Linked DNA regions of Mus musculus: regions 1 and 2 are each linked to region 3. Evidence: chromatin contacts called from public promoter capture Hi-C data. All regions are on one chromosome and are shown on one strand. Each heading gives the region's core, a stretch centred on a gene start, on an enhancer-like site or on the middle of the called end of the contact. The rest is flanking DNA. Distances are from core to core; before and after follow the strand shown.

Region 1 (4,599 bases), core at 933-3,432, 490 kb after region 3:
CCAATAGAAGCTTTTATGTTCTGAAAATCCACTAAATGTACGTTCTACTGTTTAGGTTAATGTTTTAAATTTCTATTTACTTTATGAAAGGGCTTGGTACTCCTGAGGAGACAGTTTTTTGGAAAAGAGTGCTTGCTATTAAGAGGACCTCAGTTTAAATCCCTAGTATATTAAAAAAAAAACACACAAAAAACAAAAAAAACCCAAAAACCCAACCAAATGAAAGAAAACATGTTTTTGTAACCTGTGTTGGGTGGAAATTGAAGTAAGCTCAGTCCATTTAGTCTAACTGAAACTGTAAACTTCAGATTCAGTGAGAAACCCTGTCATAAAAAATAAGAAGAGAGCCATAGAAGATGCCCAGTGCACTCCTCCAGCCTCTGCATACATGCACCCATGCAAATGCACCCCACACATGTACAGATATAACACCCAAATAATAAATTAAAAAACAAAAGATAGAAAGGGAGTGGTGATGGTATGGTGATGGACCAGTCCTCCTGAGCTGAGTTACCTAGTGTTGGTTGTCTTTGGCCTCCTACTGTGGGGGTGGAGTTTGAGCTCAGAAGGGTCTTATGATAGAATCAGTATGTCTTGGGAGGAGAATCTTGAGTTGATTCTGATAATCTACATGTTCTTGTTGTCTTGCCAAGCAGTAGATAGCTCTTTAACCATTTTTATTTCCTTTTTCACGTGCCTTCTCTGGGATTCCCCGGTGTCTAATTGCCTACTTAAGTTCCTTGATTTTTTTTTGATTTGTTGAAATAGGTTCTCATTCTAAGGCTACTCTTAAATTCAGGATCATCCTCCTCAACATTCCAAGCAATGAGATTAATAGTTGTAGACCACCCTTTATGGCTGTCTCTTGATCTTTGATAAAAGCCAAAATGTGTAAAATGCTCTAGTGATTAGGCAAAGGAAAGATGCTGAGTAGTTTGAAAGGCTGGGCAACTCTTATTTATTTCTCCTTTATTTTTATTTTGTTTTTTGTTTGTTTGTTTTTTTGTTTATTCAAGACAGGGTTTCTATGTAGCAACCCTGGCTGTCCCAGAACTCACTTTGTAGACCAGGCTGGCCTTGGTACACTCAAGAGATCTGCCTGCCTCTGATTCCTAAATCCTGGGATTAAAGGCATGTGTTACCACTTACCAGCTTGTTTATTTTCTTGAGTTATATGATGGATGTTTTGTTGAAATGTGTATAGATCATATGCATGCCTGCTTCCCAAAGAGGCCAGAAGAGGGTGTCAGATTCCCTGGAACTGGAGTATACAGGTTGTGAGCTGTCACATGGGTTCTGGGAACCAAACCTAGGGTTTCTGGAAGACCAGCAAGCGCCTTTAACTATCTCTCCTGTCTCATTTATTCTTTTTTGTTGTCCCTTTTCTAACTGTAAGTATTTTAAAATGTTTTATTGCAATAAAAAGTTAGCTTGAGGCATTAGAATCTTGTCAGCTTTTTTATTTTGGACATGAAGATAATGCCTAAAGAACTAATGTTCTAGGTGACTTTCAGCTTTAAGTTCTTACATAATTTAGCTTGGTGTAGATCACCTAACATGCTTTGTGGAATGATTCATGTTGCCTTCTGTGATAATATACTCTTGGATAGTTATTGGGCCCAGATGAGGATCTTTCTGAGTAGAGGCCCAATAGAGCTGGCATTAATGCTGCTACTGGTCACAATGATATACAATGAGTCCTTTCTGGACTATACTCAATTGGATTAATTACAATCCATGATGTAGATATAATAAAATATTTGGGAATCTTTACCATTGTGTGCAGCAATTAGAAAGACACTTCCTGGAACTTACAAGACATTTTATATTTTGAGGCCGAGCATGGTTGTTTATTATAATCTAGTATTCAGGAAGCAGAGGGAATAGAGGGTTACTTCAAATTCAACACCAGCCTGGTCTACATAGTGATTTCTAGGTTAGCCAGGTTATTATATAACCAAGTCCTGTCTGAAAATCAAAAGAAAAACCAAACAACCAAACAGAAAATTGCACTGATTACCCCTGACTCCACATGTGTAGTAATTGTCATAATGACCTTGGAATTTTAAGTTCCTTGGCTGTAGAAACTGGGAATTTTTGTAGTATGTTACCTTTGTTAGCTTATCTGGTATTGCGGATTTTCCCTGTTGCAGGACTGGGTGAAAGCTTTTTCTGCAGCAGTCATGTTGAAAACCTTGTGTTGACTTACCTCGTGTTCTGAAATGGGAGCATAAAAGTTTACTCGGACACCTCATCTTAAAATAGCAAAACTTGCTGTTTTCTGCAGATCTAGGACCTTGTTACAGAACTCTGCCCCCCAAAATATGTTTACAGAAGAATATGCTGTGATTAGAGAAGAATATGCTGGTGTGTAGATTTCAAACTCTCTGGACAATATGAATAACCCTGTCTTTGTTTCTACAGTGGGAGCCAAGAAGAAAGGTTTGCTCCCGGGTGGAACAGGGATTATCCTCCTCCTCCCCTTAAGAGTCATGCTCAAGAGAGACACTCTGGCAACTTTCCTGGCAGAGATTCACTTCCCTTTGATTTCCAGGGGCATTCAGGACCTCCCTTTGCAAATGTAGAGGAGCATTCTTTCAGCTATGGAGGTAGAGATGGACCACATGGTGACTATCAAGGAGGGGAGGGACCTGGACACGATTTCAGAGGGGGAGATTTTTCATCTTCGGATTTCCAGAGTAGAGATTCAGCACAGTTGGACTTCAGGAACAGGGACATACATTCTGGGGATTTTCGGGATAGAGAAGGACCACCTATGGACTACAGGGGTGGAGATGGTACTCCTATGGATTATAGAGGTAGGGAGACACCTCATATGAATTATAGAGACAGGGATTCTCATACTGTTGACTTTAGAAGTAGAGATGTCCCTCCAACTGACTTTAGGGGGCGGGGCACATATGATTTAGATTTTAGAGGCCGAGAGGGATCCCATTCAGATTTTAGGGGAAGAGATTTATCAGATTTGGATTTTAGATCCAGAGATCAGTCTCGTTCTGATTTTAGGAACAGAGATGTATCTGATTTGGACTTCAGGGATAAAGATGGAACACAGGTGGACTTTAGAGGCCGAGGTTCAGCTACTACTGATCTAGACTTTAGGAACAGGGATACACCACATTCGGATTTCAGAGGTAGACATCGTACTAGGACTTACCAAGATTTTCGGGGCAGAGAGGTAGGACCTTGTATGGAATTTAAAGATAGGGAGATGCCTCCTATGGATCCAAAAGTTTTGGATTACATTCAGCCTTCTCCACAAGAGAGAGAACATTCTGGTATGAATATGAACAAGAGAGAAGAATCCATACATGACCATGCAATGGAAAGACCTGCTTTTGGTGTTCAGAAGGGAGAATTTGAGCATTCAGAAACAAGAGAAGGAGAAACACAAAGTGGAACTTTTGAACATGAATCTCAATCAGACTTTCAAAACAGCCAAAGTCCAGTTCAAGAACAAGATAAGCCAAAGCTTTCTGGAGGTGAACAACAGAGTTCAGATGCTGGTCTGTTTAAAGAAGAAGGTGATTTGGACTTTCTTGGCCAACAAGACACTGATTACAGAAGCATTGAATACTGTGATGTGGATCACAGGTTGCCAGGAAACCAGATTTTTGGCTATGGCCAGAGCAAGTCATTTTCTCAGGGCAAAATGTCCAGAGATGCCCAACAAGACCTTCAGGTATGTTGATGAGGTGATTCATAATCCTTTTGTCAAGGTTGAAGTATAGAATAGAAGATGTTTAGTCACTAAAGCCTTCTTATACAACCACGCAAAAGGAAATTCTGTAATTGAGAGTAGAATATAGGAGTTTAAACATCTAAAAAAGGCCCTTGGCTCAGAACATGTTTTCGATGTGTGTTTGTTTAATCATTCTTTTGCTTTATTGTGCTTGTTTAAATGTCCTGTGTTAAATTGATTTCAAATGATCAATCTTTGGGGAGTGGCTCTTAATACTATTGCAGTCCCTGTGATTTAGGATTTATTTCCTTATTTATGTTCATTTAGAGAATACTTAGTATTTTTTGCAGTCATGAGGATATGATGATGTTAATGTTTTATACACGTTTCCTCTTATAGCTAGCTTACTCAGCTTAAAGGTTAAGTTTCTTGAATATAAGCAAGTACAGTTATATTTGCAATTTAATTATGAAAATTATCTTAAAATAGATTTTACCCATCTCCACTTAGGTTTCCTATGTGATTTTTTTTTTTTTTTTTTTTTAAAGACAGGGTTTCTCTGTGTAACCTTGGTTGTCCTGGAACTCACTCTGTAAAACAGGCTGGCCTTGAACTCAGATCTACCTCTCTCTGACTCCCAGGTGCTGGGATTAAAGGCATGAGCCAACACCTGTTTTTTTTATTTTTTGTTTTTTTTTTTTTTTTAAAGATTTATTTATTTTATTTATATGAGTATACTACTGCTCTCTTCAGACATGCCAGAAGAGGGCATTAGATCCTATTACAGATGTTGTGAGTCACCATGTGGTTGTTGGGAATTGAACTCAGGACCTCTAAAAGAGCAGTCAGTGCTCTTAACTGCTGATCCATCTCTCCAGCCCCTGTTGTTGATCTTA
Region 2 (4,715 bases), core at 938-3,437, 450 kb after region 3:
TTTAACACATCTTTGGAGGATAAAGAAAAGAAAAGGTGTGTGAAGAACACCCAGTTCAAGTGTACCTGGGGTCAGGCAAGAAAACTCTTGCCTGTGGAGACAGCTTGTCCTTGGAAGTAGTCAGGAAAAGCAGCTCTGCAGTTGGAGGAACTGGTTTTACTGGTCCGTTTTCTTACTTATAAAATGGTACCGAATGGCTGCAAACAGCCAGGAATGATGTATGGGGTGGGAAGATTAAATGAGATAATACATGTGGCCTGGCTATACAGAGTAAGCATACCCTATACTCAGCTGAAGCTATTAGCACATTGTGGTTATTCTTAGCACTCAGACTGCATTTACACACAGGTCCAGTGGTCTCTGTCCTGCCAATCAATCCTTTAGAAGATTTCTCAGTCAGCCAGGGCCTGAGGAATGACCTGATCAAACATACTTCTGACCTCAGGAAGCATGAGCTCTAGTTTGAGGGACCCCTCCTTCTGACCCCCTCTCCCCTGCCCCAGGACATCAGGTCAAAGAGCCACGGGCCTCAGCCTCCCCGGTATCAAGCAAGCTGTTCTTACCTTCTCTGCAGTTGCAGAGCCAGGTTGCCAGTTCTCAGCTGCTTCTAGCTATCTCTCCCAAATTTATCTACCTCCTAGGTCTGCACAATGCCCTCTCTGTGGCTTTGTACTTCTGCCTTCAAACTCCAAACAAGTTCTACACCAGCTATGCCGTCCTGACAACATGCTCCTTCAGGACACTTTTTGTGCTTCTGAGGGTTAAATAAATCCAGTGTTCCTGAGTGTCCCCAGCATAGGACCTGCACAGGGAACGGAGCAGGGCCAGCTGTCTAGAGCTAGCCGGTGCTTTTTTTTTTTTTTTTTTCCACAAAAGTTCTCCTTCTATGTGAGATCATATAGCATTTTTATCCTCTCCAAGGTCAGTCTGGGGTTCCAACCAGAAGGCCTGGTGAAGCGAACCGTTTTCTGGATACCCACACACTCAGGCAAGAAGGCTGAGTGGAGCAGATAAAGCCCACCTCCCACCTCCAATAGACTTTGATTTCTGCAGCAAGTGCTCCTGGAAAAGCTGGTCCTGAGCCGTTATGCAAGGGAGGTGTCTGAGAACAGCTCCAGTGGTCTCTACAGGAACACTTTTTAGGCAGTTCCTCTAAGTGCTCCCAGGGCATGCAACTTTTCCTAGAAGCCTCTAGCAGAGCCTATGAACAAAATCACCAAGAACAAAAACAAACAAACAAACAAAAAGCTGATGCTGTCCCTCCTTCCAATGCGCCTCCCTCCTTCAGATTGCTCCTGAGAGAGGAGGGTCTTGCAAAAGCCCCTCCTTACTAGCTTCAAACAACCTTGATCTTTTTTCCTGTTCTAACAGCGCTTCAAATTTGATCTTGACCCCTTTGGTCCACTTGGGAGGACGACTCAGAAAGTCTGACAGTCAGGGCTCAATTGGGACTGTGATGTGGCTGCTTCAGCAGGATGCCTCCAGGATCTACAATGAGCCTAGTTCCTTGTCACCTCTAGAGGCCACTCCCCTTCCTGACAAAGGCTGCTCACAGTTCCCAAGCAAACTCTACCTAGAAAGGGTTGGCTCACCCTTTCAGACCTGCCTGCCTCGCTCCACCATCCTCCTTTTAAAGAGAACTCTGTGGGCCGAATATGTCCGAATTGGGGGTTGGTGTCTGCTGCCTATGGGACATTGCTCTCCCGGCCAAAGGATGAGTTCTCGCCTCATCTTTCTTAGTGCCTAGCTGGGACCAGCCGGCTAAAGGACCCCAAAGAGCCGCAGTACCCCTATCGGGGCAGTAGATGGCCGGGACACCCCCCCCCCCTAGTTTTCAAGCCCCTCCCTCTAAAGATGACAGCTTGCCCGCCTCTCGCCGCCCCCAGGCCACGTGGGTTAGCAGTCGAACTCACCTGTTTCTTGGGGAAACACAGGACCTACCGAGGGTACCAGTCACTGCCCTCTGCCAGACCCCTGGGGAGATATAAGTGTCCAGCAGTGCCTGGCCTCAGAGTGCAACTTCGCGGGGCTACCGCCCCTGGAGGATACAGACATGGCCACAGCGGAGGAACCGATCTCTCCTGCCGACCCTTAACCGGCCACCGGCGCAGGAAGACAGCTTTCACCGGCCTCTGGTGGCGGAGGCCCGGTTCCAGCCTCTTGGCCAGCCCCAGCCCGCCCCTGTGTGCATTGTGGGAAATGTAGTCCGTAACTCTCCGCAGCCTTAAAGCTGCGGGAGCGGTTCCGGGCTCCCGAGCCTGGCGATGCCAGAGGCGGGGTCTGACCTAGGACCCGGGTTGCCTCACCTGGCACCGCCTTCTTCCGTGTCTTAGAGGCGGGTCCTCTACCCTTCCCCCCAAACACCCACTAGATGTTTACTTTAAGGGACCAGAACGAACGTCAGTATTTCCCCACCGATCATGGAAAGATGATAAGTTTAGGGAGCTGGATAAATGCCACTAGTGAGCACAACCACATAGACTGTACAAGACGCGGACGTGTTGAAAAGACTCAAAAATTGTTGCTTAAAAAGACCTTAAGTCTGGTCACAGTATATTATTTTAAGGCAATAGAAAGCACAATTCTCAACAATTCACATAAACTGACCCGGGGAGCTTTTAAAAAAACATTAATGCCTGGACACTATCCTATAGATTTTTACTTAATGGGATGAATGTGAGGTACGAGGCATCGGAGTTGTTTGAAAAAGCTCCTGGGTGATTTCTAAGGGCAAGGAACCACTGCTTATAATTTCCTAGACACAAAGTAATAAAAACAGGAAAACAAGTTTTCCCAGCAGCCCTTATTTCTGGTGAATAGTTTGAAGAAGCAAAATTAGGGAATGGCTAGTATTACTTATATTTTATCTGAAGCAATTTGCTTACTTTTCAAGCTTCATGGTTAGTCATCCCAATAGTTCTGAGATAAAGGACAAAGTCAAAAACCTCTGACTTTTCCTTGCAGTTTGACAGGCTCCCTAAGGAGGTCGGAGAAGTTGGGGATCTCTCTCTTCTCTCTCTTCTCTTCTCTCTCTCTCTCTCTCTCTCTCTCTCTCTCTCTCTCTCTCTCCCTCCCTCCCTCCCTCTCTCCCATGCGAATTTGAAATCTGGCTCCATAATACTGGCATATGTGTGCTCTCTCTCTCTCTTTCTCTCTCTCTCTCCCTCCCTCCCTCTCTCCCATGCAAATTTGAAATCTGGCTCCATAATACTGGCATATGTGTGACTGACATGATGACAACCTGTGACCTTTTCCTGGAGATAGTTTCCACAGGGTTACCAGACCCTTAAATGCTGGGTAAGGGAAGCGTCCCATGTGAGAGGGAGTTCGTTCCTTTGCAGTGGAGACTGAGAAGGGGAGTGGAACTTCTCCAAGTCTCCATAGGTCTTTCAGGATTTCCTCTCTTTGCTTGCTCTGGCTTCCAGGTTCCTACCTTGAAGCAAATATAATTTATACAAGTTTTCCCTATATACTTCATTTCATATTATTTCACTATACGAGTCTAAAGTAAGAATTTTTGAGCAGGGCGGTGATGGCTCACCCCTTTAATCCCAGCACTTGGGAGGCAGAGGCAGGCAGATTTCTGAGTTCGAGGTCTTCTTTTGTGTGCATATGTATGTTCTGTGTTCATGTATGTGCAAATATGTATGGGAATATGTGCAGGGGTGTGTGTGCACATCTTACGTTGGGTGTTGTTCTAATCAGCTTCAGTTCTCAACTTGACACAGTGTCTGTGGGGAATTGTTTCAGTTGTTAATTGATGCAGGAGTGCCCAGCTCATTGCAATTAGTGTTATTCCCTGGGCAGGTGGTCCTGGGCTACTCAGCTTGAGTGAGCCAGCAAGCAACATGGGTTCCTTCCTGGTTTCTGCTTCAAAAGTTCCTGTGCTGAGTTTCCTTAAGGATCAACTGTGGCCTGTGAGCTGAAATCAGTCCTCTCCTCCCCTCAGTTGCCTTTGGTCAGAATGTTCTAGCACAGCAGCAGAAGGAAACTAAAACTTCCTTGACATTGTCCCACTTTTAGGTCTCATGGAGCCTGGAGTTCACTGGTTGACTAGACTGCCTTGGCCAGCAAGCTCCAGAGATCCACCTGTCTCTGTAGCCCCAACACTGAGGTTAGAGATTCCCACCTCTGTGTTTGGCATCTCCCTAGGTACTGCTCATGCTTGTATAACAAGCACTTAGCCGGGCGTGGTGGTGCATGCCTTTAATCCTAGCACTTGGGAGGCAGAGGCAGGCGGACTTCTGAGTTCGAGGCCAGCCTGGTCTACAGAGTGAGTTCCAGGACAGCCAGGGCTACACAGAGAAACCCTGTCTCGAAAAACCTAAAAAAACAAAAACAAAAACAAAACAAAAAAACAAGCACTTTACCCATGAGCACTCTACAGATTAAGCAGTTCTTTCCCCCAGTCCTCATTCTTGCTCCCAAGAACAAAATCCCCATCAGACATGACAGAGTCTTTATTTACTGGGATAAGCTGGTGAGCATGCATCTCTAAGGTGTGTGCTTAGGCACTATAGAAGCAAGCCACTATAGCTACATCTGTTTGTTTGAGGACAGGTTTCCTGTAGCCAATGTTGGCCTGCACTCCTTTTCCTCCTGTTTCTACCTCCAAAAGTGTTGATTACAGGTGTACCACTGCAATAGGTGGGATTTTTTTTCCTTCTGTACACAAGCAGGTGGGTGTCTGTCAGTCCCAGGCTAGCCTTTTTACA
Region 3 (4,452 bases), core at 90-2,589:
GGCTCTGGGATTGAGTTCCTTATCCCTGACTATGAGGCTATCCAAAAGGTGACAATGACACAGGACACACAAACAATTCTGATATTCAGCACTTTATTCTTAGTAGTGAAACCACCTTTCATTAGGTGGAAAGGCATCGGGAATGGATGGGACCAGCGCCCATCTGAGGGGATTTTCCTGGAAATCAGGTGTTTCTCCGTGCAAATTTAGAGGAAACACCATCATGGAAGAACCGCCCCCCAGAGTGCAGCCAGTAATCACCAAGCCAATGCCAGGGCCGCCTTAGGAGTTGCCAGACTGCTGGGACAGCAGGGTTTCTATGTCAGGTTCGATGTCGATGGTACGAAAGCGGCGGCTGTACCTGCGCACGGGAACACCGTCGGGGCCCACCAGGAACTTCTCAAAGTTCCAGGCAATGTCGTTGCGGCACACCGGAGACCAAATGATGTACTTGGGGTCGGTCATGAGCGCAGTGGGGTCGTCACTGGGTGTTGGCAAGGCATTCCGCAGGAAGGTAAAGAGCGGGTGAGCCTTCTCACCATTCACTTCGCACTTCTCAAACAATGTAAAATTGGGCTCGAACCCGCCACCAGGTCGGACGTACTTGAGGGAATTCAGAATCTCTTCATTCTTGCCATTCTCCTAGGGAAGACAAAGGCATTTATTTATGTGCTAGGATTTCGGAAAGAATGTGCTTTTTAACTGCAAAACAGAGGTTTCCCGATGAGTCACCAGGAAGTTGCCCTCCTTGTATAACCGAGGATAGGCCTGCATTCCAGCTGTAGTACCAGAGGAGAAAGTAAGCGGTGTCCCGCCCGTGGGAGCCTAGAGCCCAAGGCCACCCATCTCGCCCCATATACCTGGTGTCCGAACTGATTGCACGGGAAACCGAGCACCACCAGTCCACGAGGTCCCAGACGCTTCTGCAGATCGTTCATCTCGGTGTAGTCCCGGATCGTGGTGCCTCAGAGAGACGCGACATTCTCAATGAGCAGCACCTTGCCCCGCAGGGAGCCCAGGCTCACAGGCTCCCCGCCCGTCAGCGGGCGCGCGGAGAAGGCATACACGGTGGACTGTGCCGCCGCGGAGAGCCGAGCAGCACACATACTGGAGATGTTGGGACTCAAACGTGGAATCCGTACTAGCGCTCACAGGGCCCTGCACCTCCTTTTAACTGGATGGTGCTGAGATCACGTGGCATCGCTTTCTTTCCGGCTGGCAGCCAGCTCTAAGTCTCAGGGTCCCGCCTTATCCGGCCTCTACCCTCCCCCCATCGAGGAACAGGGAAGAGGGTGCGGCCGGGCTAAAGCGCCTGGAGGTGCCTAGGGCGGGTCTGGTCTAGCTCCTGTAGCACTAGTCTGGAAGGAAGCTGCTTGCTTAGGCGGGGATCTTCCAGCTCTGTCTTACTCAACCGTTTCTTAATTAGTCTAGAGTCCCGCCTAGGAAGATGGCCTCTGGCAATAACAACGGCTAAAGCAGCTCACGCACAGCTCCCTTATATTGTGTAACTTTACCCACACGTTTCTAGTCATAAGGTTATAGGGTTTTAAAAACATAAGTTTAATTACACTTATTGTTTAATTAAATCGAAGGAGCATGCATGTTGAGGTCAGAGTTGGTTCTCTCCTTCCACTCGGTGATAATTTGGGAATTGAACTCAAGAGGAGCTGCGTCGCATCAGGTGGCCAGTGTTTTGTTTCTGAGACAAGGTCTCTACAGAGCCCTGGCTCGCCTGGAACTCCAAGTGCATGTTTTCGTTTTGTTTTGTCTTGGGGGGTGTCTCCATCTCATCAGTGTTTCTGTATGCAGTCTTGGCTGTACTAAGGCTTGTTCAGTAGCCCAGGCAGGCCTAGAACTCAAGAGATTTACCTGTCTCTTTGCTTTCATCCCGAGTGCTGGTACTAAAGGCTTGTACCACCCATGCCTGACTTTTTTTTAGTAGCACTAACAGCGCTATCAAAGGCAATTTCTTTTGGTTGTTTTTGTAAGGGTGGACAGCAGTGCAGGACTCCCTGCTCCAGACTCTAACCTAGCTCCTCTCAGAACACGTGCTTCTAGTGGTCCTAGATTCCTGCCCCCAGTGCAGTTTGGTCTTAGTCCAGAAAACCCAGCCCCTCATGTCCCCTCTATGACATTCCACTCCACTTTTTTTTTTTTTTTTTTTTTTTGTCTTTTTTAGACAGGGTTTCTCTGTATATCCCTGGCTGTCCTGGAACTCACATTGTAGACCAGGCTGGCCTCGAACTCAGAAATCCACCTGCCTCTGCCTCCCGAGTGCTGGGATGAAAGGCCTGCGCCACCACACCCGGCTTCCACTCCACTTTTTAGATTTGAACGTGTCACAGGGAAACCACTTCCATGTTCTTGGGAGGAGACAAAAGGTTAGTCTAGAAGAGGGAGGGAGTAGGAGGAGCTGGTGCCATTCAAGAAGCCTCTCCAGGGGAGTCTTTCCGGCGAAAGCAACACACAAGAGAATACAGGAAATTTAGAAAACTGCCTTTATTCTATTAGTTGGAAAAATTAACTGGTACAGAAAAATGTTTAGTCAGCTGGAGAGAAGAGACCCCCCCACCCCCACCCACTGCCACCCATAAGAACTGGTGGCTCCTCTGGGAGGCAACTTGGATACAGTGTGGAGAAAGGAGCACTGTGACTTAGAGCCAGACCCTGCAGTCCAGGTGAGAAAGGCTATGCCACCTCCAAAGTATAACTGCCTCAGGCGGGAAACCAAATTCCTACTTAGTCCAGTCTGGAAAGGGGTACTAGAATGATATATAGGGCTGAATAAGGGATATGGCCATATTTTATCAGAGAAAGTGACAAAATGGGAATTTTAAAAATGAATTCTTCCATCTGACTTTATTTCCAAATACACTTTCTTAAAAAAAAAAAAAAAAAAGAAAAAAAGAAAGAAAGAAAGAAAAAGAAAAGAAGCAATACACTTTCTGTGGGAATGACAAATATCAGTATTAGGAAATCCAATTATACAAAAAATACTACATCTAGTCTGGGGTAGATATATTTATTTTTTGGTAACATACATTAAGTGGCACTAATTACACAGTAACTATAAGGTAACTAACATGAGACCACAGAACTGTAACTCTGCAACAGCTGCGTGGACTTGGGCCTTTCTGGCTGAGCAAGATTTCAAAAAACTGAATACCCACCCCAGAGCTCTGGCAATGGAGTCTGTTAACAAGGAAAGCTCTGAAGTAGTGACTCACCAGAGTTCTTGCAGTTGACAGAAAGTAGGCAGGACATGTTAGTTATAAAGTAGTTACAGCCTAATTCACAAAAGTTACCAACTGTTTCTCTTTCTAGAAAGAAGCAAGAAGTTAAGAAATTCTTTGAATTAGCGCCTGGTGTCAGGTGGAGTGCAGAGAGGGCTGTTAGAGCAGTGTCAGAAGGACCCTGGCTGGTCAGACAGGTTGGACATTATTAATAATCGTGGTTGGCTTCTAAATACTGGTAGCAAGATGACTTCTGATTTGTAATCTTAGGTAAATTATAGATAAATGAAAAGGCCAGTAATCATACACTAAGATTAATAAACAGCACTTCAAATTAACCGCATGAGGCTGCGTTCACAAGGCTTCACAAGATGAGGCACCCAGACTTTTTCTTCCCACGTCTAGCTTGCAGAGCAGCTCTCGTGGCCATCTCAAAAACCTCTCTCACTCCATCTTTGGTCTTTGCTGAACACTCCATGTACCCAAAAGCGCCAATCCTGTTTGCCATATCTCTGCCTTCTTCAGGTTTTACCGGCTCCTAGTTGAAAAGAAAAGAAAAAAAAAAAAAGAAGAGAAAAGAAAACAAGAAAAGAGAAAAAAGTGTTTTCAGCTAATTCTTGTCCTTTTCTGTTTTCTTTTTCTTTCTTTTTTAAAAAAGATTTATTTTATTTATACATATACACTGTAGCCATCTTCAGACAAATCATAAGAAGGCATCAGATCCCATTACCAATGCTCTAAGCCACCATGTGATTGCCCGGATTTGAACTCAGGACCTCTGGAAGAGCAGACCGTGCTCTTAACCACTGAGCCATTTCTCCAGCCCTGTTTTGTTTTGCTAAACAGAGTTTCTCTGTGTAGCCCTCACTATCCTGGAACTTCCTCTATAAACCAGGCTGGCCTGGAACTCAAGAGTGCTGGGATTAAAGGCACATGCTACCACAGTCAGCATGACTTTTTTTTTTTTTAAATACATTGCTTTTTTTTTCCGGTTCTTTTTTTGTTTTTAATGTATTTATTATTATATGTAAGTACACTGTAGCTGTCTTCAGACACACCAGAAGAGGGTGTCAGATCTCATTACAGATGGTTGTGAGCCACCATGTGGTTGCTGGGATTTGAACTCAGGACCTTCGGAAGAGCAGTCAGTGCTCTTAACCACTGAGCCATTTCACCAGTCCCAACATGACTCTTATGCAGAGCATCAGCTGAGACTACA

The links. Promoter capture Hi-C pulls out the DNA fragments that hold promoters and counts their contacts. Capture Hi-C pulls out chosen DNA fragments and counts their contacts.
Region 1: a contact with region 3 is called in a promoter capture Hi-C map of liver, with 2.4 times the contacts expected there. The contact joins the enhancer-like site here to the promoter of Gpx1 in region 3. A contact is called at or near these places in 4 of 39 promoter capture datasets (the C10 cell line, hippocampal neurons, liver and 1 more), 1 of 15 datasets of contacts at CTCF or cohesin (the NIH/3T3 cell line), 1 of 484 Hi-C or Micro-C datasets (CD4 T cells), 3 of 115 datasets of contacts at active chromatin or transcription factors (bone marrow-derived dendritic cells, bone marrow-derived macrophages and large pre-B cells) and 2 of 9 other capture datasets (adipose tissue and liver).
Region 2: a contact with region 3 is called in a promoter capture Hi-C map of adipose tissue. The contact joins the promoter of Mon1a here to the promoter of Gpx1 in region 3. A contact is called at or near these places in 3 of 39 promoter capture datasets (the C10 cell line, neutrophils and pre-B cells), 4 of 115 datasets of contacts at active chromatin or transcription factors (bone marrow-derived dendritic cells, bone marrow-derived macrophages, large pre-B cells and 1 more) and 3 of 9 other capture datasets (adipose tissue, liver and pancreatic islet).

The regions. Positions count from the first base shown.
Region 1 is chr9:107,851,229-107,855,827 of GRCm38.p6, reverse strand. It overlaps Rbm6 (RNA binding motif protein 6), which reads left to right. Exons shown (of 21, transcript NM_011251.3): 3 at 2,425-3,703. Among named protein-coding and RNA genes, the nearest start is that of Rbm6, 19 kb to the left of the region's middle. Within about 2 kb of position 2,182, at least 3 of the 459 cell types and tissues checked have an H3K27ac peak or open chromatin away from gene starts, as enhancers often do. A contact at or near this core is called in liver, where this site is marked.
Region 2 is chr9:107,885,601-107,890,315 of GRCm38.p6, reverse strand. It overlaps Mon1a (MON1 homolog A, secretory traffciking associated), which reads right to left and starts at 2,187. Exons shown (of 6, transcript NM_028369.3): 1 at 1,914-2,187.
Region 3 is chr9:108,335,967-108,340,418 of GRCm38.p6, reverse strand. It overlaps Gpx1 (glutathione peroxidase 1), which reads right to left and starts at 1,339. Exons shown (of 2, transcript NM_008160.6): 1 at 861-1,339; 2 at 77-642. The coding sequence starts at 1,106. The coding sequence ends at 283. Rhoa (ras homolog family member A) reads right to left here. Exons shown (of 6, transcript NM_016802.5): 6 at 2,476-3,771. The coding sequence ends at 3,598.